2 separate regions of the Hordeum vulgare genome follow, and region 2 is linked to region 1. The links are chromatin contacts, called in public Hi-C maps. All regions are on one chromosome and are shown on one strand. Each heading gives the region's core, a stretch centred on a gene start, on an enhancer-like site or on the middle of the called end of the contact. The rest is flanking DNA. Distances are from core to core; before and after follow the strand shown. Region 1 has its middle 20 kb from the start of LOC123398403. Region 2 has its middle 74 kb from the start of LOC123398403.

What was found. A called contact is a pair of places that touch in the nucleus more often than the background predicts.
Region 2: a Hi-C map of seedling shows a contact between it and region 1, with 3 times the contacts expected there. The contact joins two enhancer-like sites. A contact is called at or near these places in 5 of 6 Hi-C or Micro-C datasets (leaf and seedling).

Annotation. Positions count from the first base shown.
Region 1 is chr5H:45,038,123-45,041,291 of MorexV3_pseudomolecules_assembly, reverse strand. No RefSeq gene overlaps it. Among protein-coding and RNA genes, the nearest start is that of LOC123398403, 20 kb to the right of the region's middle. Within about 2 kb of position 1,486, at least 3 of the 3 cell types and tissues checked have open chromatin away from gene starts, as enhancers often do. A contact at or near this core is called in leaf and seedling, where this site is marked.
Region 2 is chr5H:45,092,809-45,095,977 of MorexV3_pseudomolecules_assembly, reverse strand. No RefSeq gene overlaps it. Among protein-coding and RNA genes, the nearest start is that of LOC123398403, 74 kb to the right of the region's middle. Within about 2 kb of position 1,592, at least 3 of the 3 cell types and tissues checked have open chromatin away from gene starts, as enhancers often do. A contact at or near this core is called in leaf and seedling, where this site is marked.

The DNA of each region.
Region 1 (3,169 bases), core at 237-2,736:
CTGAATTGAAATGTATACGGATGGTTGTGGATGCTCAGCTCCCGCATACGTCTCCGTGGCCTAGTCCCTTATCCGCACATGGATGTGGGAAAGAATTACACGCATTGGAGATGCCCTAATAACACTTGTGATTTTACGATTAGATGTACTACCACTTGAATGGAGGATGCTTTCTTTTTACCCAATGCCTTAAGCAAGATTGTAAGAGCAACTCCAACCGGGCGACTCATTTTGTCCGCGCACGTCCGTTTGAGTTGCCACAGATAGAAAACACGGCCTAACGTGGCGACCCAAACGAACGGGCATTCACTTTTTGTCCTCTGGTGATCCATTTTAGGCCTATATTTGGACCGCATTTGCATCGTGGCGGGCACGCACCTCATCCGGGTGCTCCTCCCCGGGCCCGCCCATCGGCGGCACAATCTCTTCTTTTTTATCCCTTTCTCCACCCGCCACCGACAAGTGCATAAACCCTACGCGGGTGCCCATTTTTTCCGACCACTTCCTCTCTAGTCCCCTCCCTCCTCCACCGAGCAGCACATCCATTGACGGCGTGCCTCATTCGTGCCGGTGTGAAAGGCCGAGTGATAGATCTGCGGCGGCGGCACCGAGATTTGACGGTCCTGCCAGTTGGATTTGGCGAATCCGGCCCGCGACGGACTGCGCTTGCCATGGATTGGCCGGTTATCGGTCCACCTAGTCCGAGCAATGCCTCGGTGCCGCGTGCAGACGCTCAATTGGTCTCTAGCCGTTCGGATTTGTATCGTCATTGGTCCGCCAACAAAGCCACAGCCGGTCGTCGCCCTGGTTCGGCGCTGGCCCACGGGCTTGCTCGCTCACCATTATCGTTCATAAAGTGCAATGACTACCCGCTGCAGGTTGTCCCATGCGTTTCTTGAACGTTCGAACAACACAATTAGGTGTTCGTCAAGTGCAAAAATGATGGGGTATGGTTTTCGTGCGGCCTTTTGCTCTCTGGTTCGATGCAATTTTGGTAGCTTACTTGCTCATTTTTAGGAGCAGTTATGAAGATTATACATCTTTTAAAATGTTTAATGTGGTTTTTGTTTTTTTATCTTGTACTCGTAACAAAGAATTGGTAAAAAGATGCATTTAATGCATTTGATGAAATAAAAAATAACGTGCAAATTTCAAACAAAAATAATATGTGATAAAAAATGGATGCCGATCGGACGCGTGAAGACAAGATTTGAATTCGTTCGTTGGCCGTACGACCGATCCATTTACAAAAAAAGACGGACACATCAATCCAAACGGACAAAAGGCGAATAAATTGAAAGGAGTTTACAAAGATGCTTACAGTGCTTGTTATGAAGAAAAAAAAATCGGTATATATACATATATTGACTGTCAAAGAGCGTGGCACTTGCAGTTGCAGCTCAGGCCCGCACCCGAGTGGCACTTCACAGGTCGGTGATCGTGCAACGGTACCAGGGATAGTATTACTTGGTACATCGTCCTTGAGATACGGCTGTCCGTGGATTCAAACAGATCTGAGCCTCTGGTCACACGTAGGGATACGGGGTGTGACAGCTTAGATCGACCCCCCCCCCCCCCCCCCCACCCCCCCCCCCCCCCCCCCCCCCCTGCAATATACTCCGCTGTTGTCGCCGACATCGACATGTATGTACACCCCCTGTAGGCGAACATGCCATGTTACAGCCGTGCAGCTAGCAGCTCACACTCACTGACGAATTAATCATAACAGAGGAAAATGATTCATTCTTGGTTGTAGGAAGCTTCGCGTGGCATCATACGGTCGATCCCGACGGCTCAATAATCGCGCTCATCACTCTGTTGCTCTCTGATTGTTCAACAAAATTTAAGTCTGTTGCTCTCTGGGCAATCTGAAAGATCCTGCTAATTAGTATAGTATTTTTTTTCTTTTCTTTTTTGCAGGTGTCAACTGGTCTATTTTATTTTATTTTGCATCCAGCGGGACTGCTAATTAGTAGTCTACACTTGATTGAAGCAGGTACCCAAATTTGAAATTTGTAGGTGGAAAATTCACACGGGTGAAAGTGCACGGGTGATTTCTGTTGAGTATGCTGCTACGGTGTGTATATTGTTAAAAGATGCGGTAATACGGAAACATATACCTTTTTCGAATGCAGTTTTTAATCGTTGACACTACATGACATCGTATATTTGCTAAATTATGGTTGGTTCCGATCGAGCCTTTAAGCATCTTTAAAGCGGTCCTCAAACCATTCGTAACCGTCCAGGCTGCACGATACAAACGTGTTTAGCCATCCGACACGTGCTTGTGTCGATCCTCGAGCGGTTCAGATATATTTTTTCGACAATACGAGAAAAACGGGAGGGGGAGTGGGGCTTTGCGTCAGTCCGGACAGCAGTTACATAGAACTCTCACATCTCAGGCCCACCCAAAAGCCCTCTCGAACCCTGGCCTTTATCCTTTCATTTTCTCTTATCTCTGGCCTTCGTCGCCGTTCCACCTCCCCGGTCGTCACGTCACACCCCTGCGTGAACTTGACGAGTGTGTCACCTCCAACGATACACCCGAGCTTCACGTCGCTCCTCCTCTGCCGCCGTTCCACAACTCTCCTTCGACCGTCACGCAAATACAGTTCGCACCTACGCATGCTCACCTTGCCCAGCAAATGTTCCATTAATTGTCTGAGCTAAAAACAATTGTCCCAACTTATTTGAAGCATATATGGAGTATATATACAAGCATATATTGAGTCGTCTGACGGCTCGCCCGACGAAGACTATATGGATAGGACGGTGATGATGCAGTCGATGCTCGCAGATGTGGAGCGTGTGGAGGAGCAAGTTCTCAATTTAAAGAGATCGGTCAAGAGCCATCGAGTGCTCAACCGCAATCGGGTGTGCGGCCATTTGACGTTGATGGACGACTATTTTGCCACGGATGCCCTCCTCGCTGACAATTTTTGCCGGCGCTTCCGAATGTGGAAAAATGTTTTCGATGGTCTCTACCATGGCGTGAGGTCCCTTGATGACTACTTCATCTTGAAGAAAAACACTGTGAGCAAGAACAATTTTTCTGGTTACGAGAAGTGCACGACCACACTCAGATGCTTGCATATGGCACGACCGCTGATTTGTGGGATGAGTACCTATGGATGTCCAAAAGCACATACAGAGATGGTATGGTCAGGTT
Region 2 (3,169 bases), core at 343-2,842, 55 kb before region 1:
TGAGCTCTTATGATCTCAACATGAATAGTAAAATATAAAAGAATGAACAAAAATTCTAAAAATTCTAAAACTTTTTGGTGGCAAACTAAAACCAATATTGTAGTTGTTTGCCAAGGTTCATTAGGGAATGACATCATTCGTGGAAGTCATGGTGAAAAAACAAAATCAACACTCCAAAATGATATGTTTTTAGAGCATCAATTTTTTTTGCCACAACTTCCATGAATGCCATTCCCTAATGAAATTTGACAAGCACATAAAACATTGGTCCAAGTTTGCCACTTTTTTTTTAGAATTTTTAGAATTTTGGTTTAGATTTTACTATTTGTGTTGAGATCATAAGAGCTCAAACTCAAATGGGGACTTTTCAACATTTTTATCAAGAATGCAAATGGCATGCACATATAGATGATGTTTTTCTAAATATTTTGATATCTTATTTGATCTTTTTGAGTTAGTATGAAATTTGTATGAAGTTTTTAAGGAAAAAGCATAAGAGAAGCGAAATGGTTTGAACGACTCGTTTTTAAAAACTAGGGATAAACCTGCGGAGTGTGACCCAGCTAGGGCATAAAATCAGTTATCCTAACTAGAAATGGTATGATGGAGCTCCATGCAACTTGGTGTTTTGGAAAATTATGTAATGCATAAAATGGAGCACCATGTGCCCTGCCCGCCGTATGAGACATTGAGACTTGTGGTGTGTAATCGTGCTCACGGAAACATAGCACCCACACGTGCATCGAAGAGGAGCCTCTTGAAATTTGCGACTACGAGGAAAACATGTTACGTCGATGAAGATGTTTTTGACGAGACAAAATCCGTTGCGGTGAGCATTTATTGCAACTAAAACAGTACGTAGGCACTTGCGTGATATCATCATATCGCTGTGTTTTTAAAATCTGTTTCAGCCCTAGTTGCTGAAGGTGTAGACAGGCGTTGAAGAAGAGGAAAATATCCGACGCTCAATCCATGGATAGAAAAAACTAACGGCCGCGCAAGAGCCAGAACCCATGAGCCACTCAACGATAGAGTGGTTTTGCCGTTTCGTCACCACATGAAATGCGTTGCGTGTTTGGGAATCCGTGGGGCCCCGAGTGATTTCACAGGGTGCCCCACAGCTAACGCTGCAGAAAAGCTAACCTACTTACTACTCCATAGAGTACAAAATTAGCGTGGCTACGGAGCTAATTGAACGGTGAGCTAACGGGCGTTGTTTATCAGAGGTTTGACCAGCCGTGGAGCGAGCGGAGAAAGAGCGCGCACGATGACGGTTAAAATATCAATCCATCTCGATCTCCGCTGTCCCCGAGAAATAATTCTGAAATTGGCATCTTCCTGCCACTCTCTTCCCACCAGCATAGCCAGTAGTGAGACCAAACCATGGCAGCGCCAGTGGCCATGTGCTGCCATCAAGGCGACCCAGCCCCGCTCAGCAGCAGCATCTCTCTCTCTCTCAGATCGTGGGCCGATGGAGCGATTAATCAGAGGGGCAGAGAGGAAAAGTATTAGCAGTGGTTAGGCCCTGATTGATTAAGCGCATAAAGCATGCCGCCACGTGATGTGCCGGGAGAGGGAACTATGGTTACGTACGTACGTACGCGTACTGGATCTGTGCGTGTCCGGGACGGGATGCAAGTGCAAGCGCAGTGCACCGCCACGGCCATGGCTGTCCATGTGGTGGCTTGGCGCTAGCTAAGGTTAGGTTAGGTTAGATTTCGTTTTGGGGTTCTCCATCCGGAGCAAGCACGCCATGCTGGAGGGGTCCAAAGCCCGCCTCGCTTTCGTGGCCGTGGGGCGTGCATCCGGCTGCCGTGCCGTGTCCTTGTCGCCTCCGACGAAACGGCCGGCCGGACGGACGGACGGACTCGGGAGAGCCTACGTCGCTGGCAATCATTTGCCGGGTGCCCCACAGATATACGCGATATCCCCTTTTTCTACATATATCTGACAAAAAATGATGGGTTGGAGCTTATGTGAGGAGAGCGGTGTGTCAGCTACTGCTACGATCCCCGCCAAATGAAAAAACCGCAAAGAGAAATATACTGCTAGTGCGGAAATTGGAGAGGTCTACCAGTTGCGTCCCAACCCCAGTTAAGCATCTCTAGTAGACCCTTTAAAATCACAAACTGTAAAATTAAAATTAAAAATATATATTTTAATACGTCATCTTAGCTACGGCCTAACAAATACTTCAAAACAAACTGTAAAATTGAGATAACGAGCTCCTTCCTTCAGTCCGGCCGTCGCCGCTCCTTCCCCCAGCCGACTGCGCTCAGCCCCGTCGGCCGCGCCTCATCACCACGTCGGTCACGCCGTGTCGCCCGCTGGCTGCACCCTGCTCCATTGTCAGCTAGGCCGGTCGAGGCGTGCCCCTTTACCGCCCGTGCCGAGAGGATTTCGACAGACAAGCTGAGGTCACGGAGGCCACGACAAGGTCGAGCTCGTCCCATTCGAACCCGCGGCGATCGATTCCAGTGTCCAGCAGCCTTTTTTCGGTGTGCGGTGATGAATTTCGGCAAGTTTAGTGCGGATTTCGGTAAACTACGCGGCGGGGTGTTTGCTCCGACGAGGTTTGACCGGTATACGGGGCCCCCTCGGTTCGGCCTTCCAACCTTCAAATATAAAGGTCCCGTGTATGGATTTTCGTTGCCCTTCAAAATTTTATGGGTTGGACCACTTTTACACTATCTGTTCTGGGCACTTTTTTCGACCCAAAATGTAAAATGCGAAAATTGTAAGGGTTTGAACACTTATAGAGGGTTTGGTAGAGTTGCTCTTAGGGCATCTCCAACGGCGCGACCTGCAAACCGCCCTTATACCTTCGGATCATGTTGTTCGGACCTTGGAAATCATCCAGCGCACACATGTATCGGTTTGGACAGCACCTACGCCCGCTTGTGACCATCCTCACCCATCTAAACCCCCTCCTTCCTCGTCCGCGTACGTTCCTGCTTGACGCCAGCTGTCCGCATTCATGCCGTCCTAGAGCGTACCACTCCATCCAGTCGGCTTTGAGCAGACACGGCCTCTCGCCGCCTCCTTCACTGAAGTGGCGGGCCAACCGAGGGCGCCACCCACTGCACGCCCGGCTGAACACGCCCCCTTTCAGCAGTCAAATGACTCAGTAAACCCGCCTGGAATCCGAGAAACCTACTCCGGTCACACG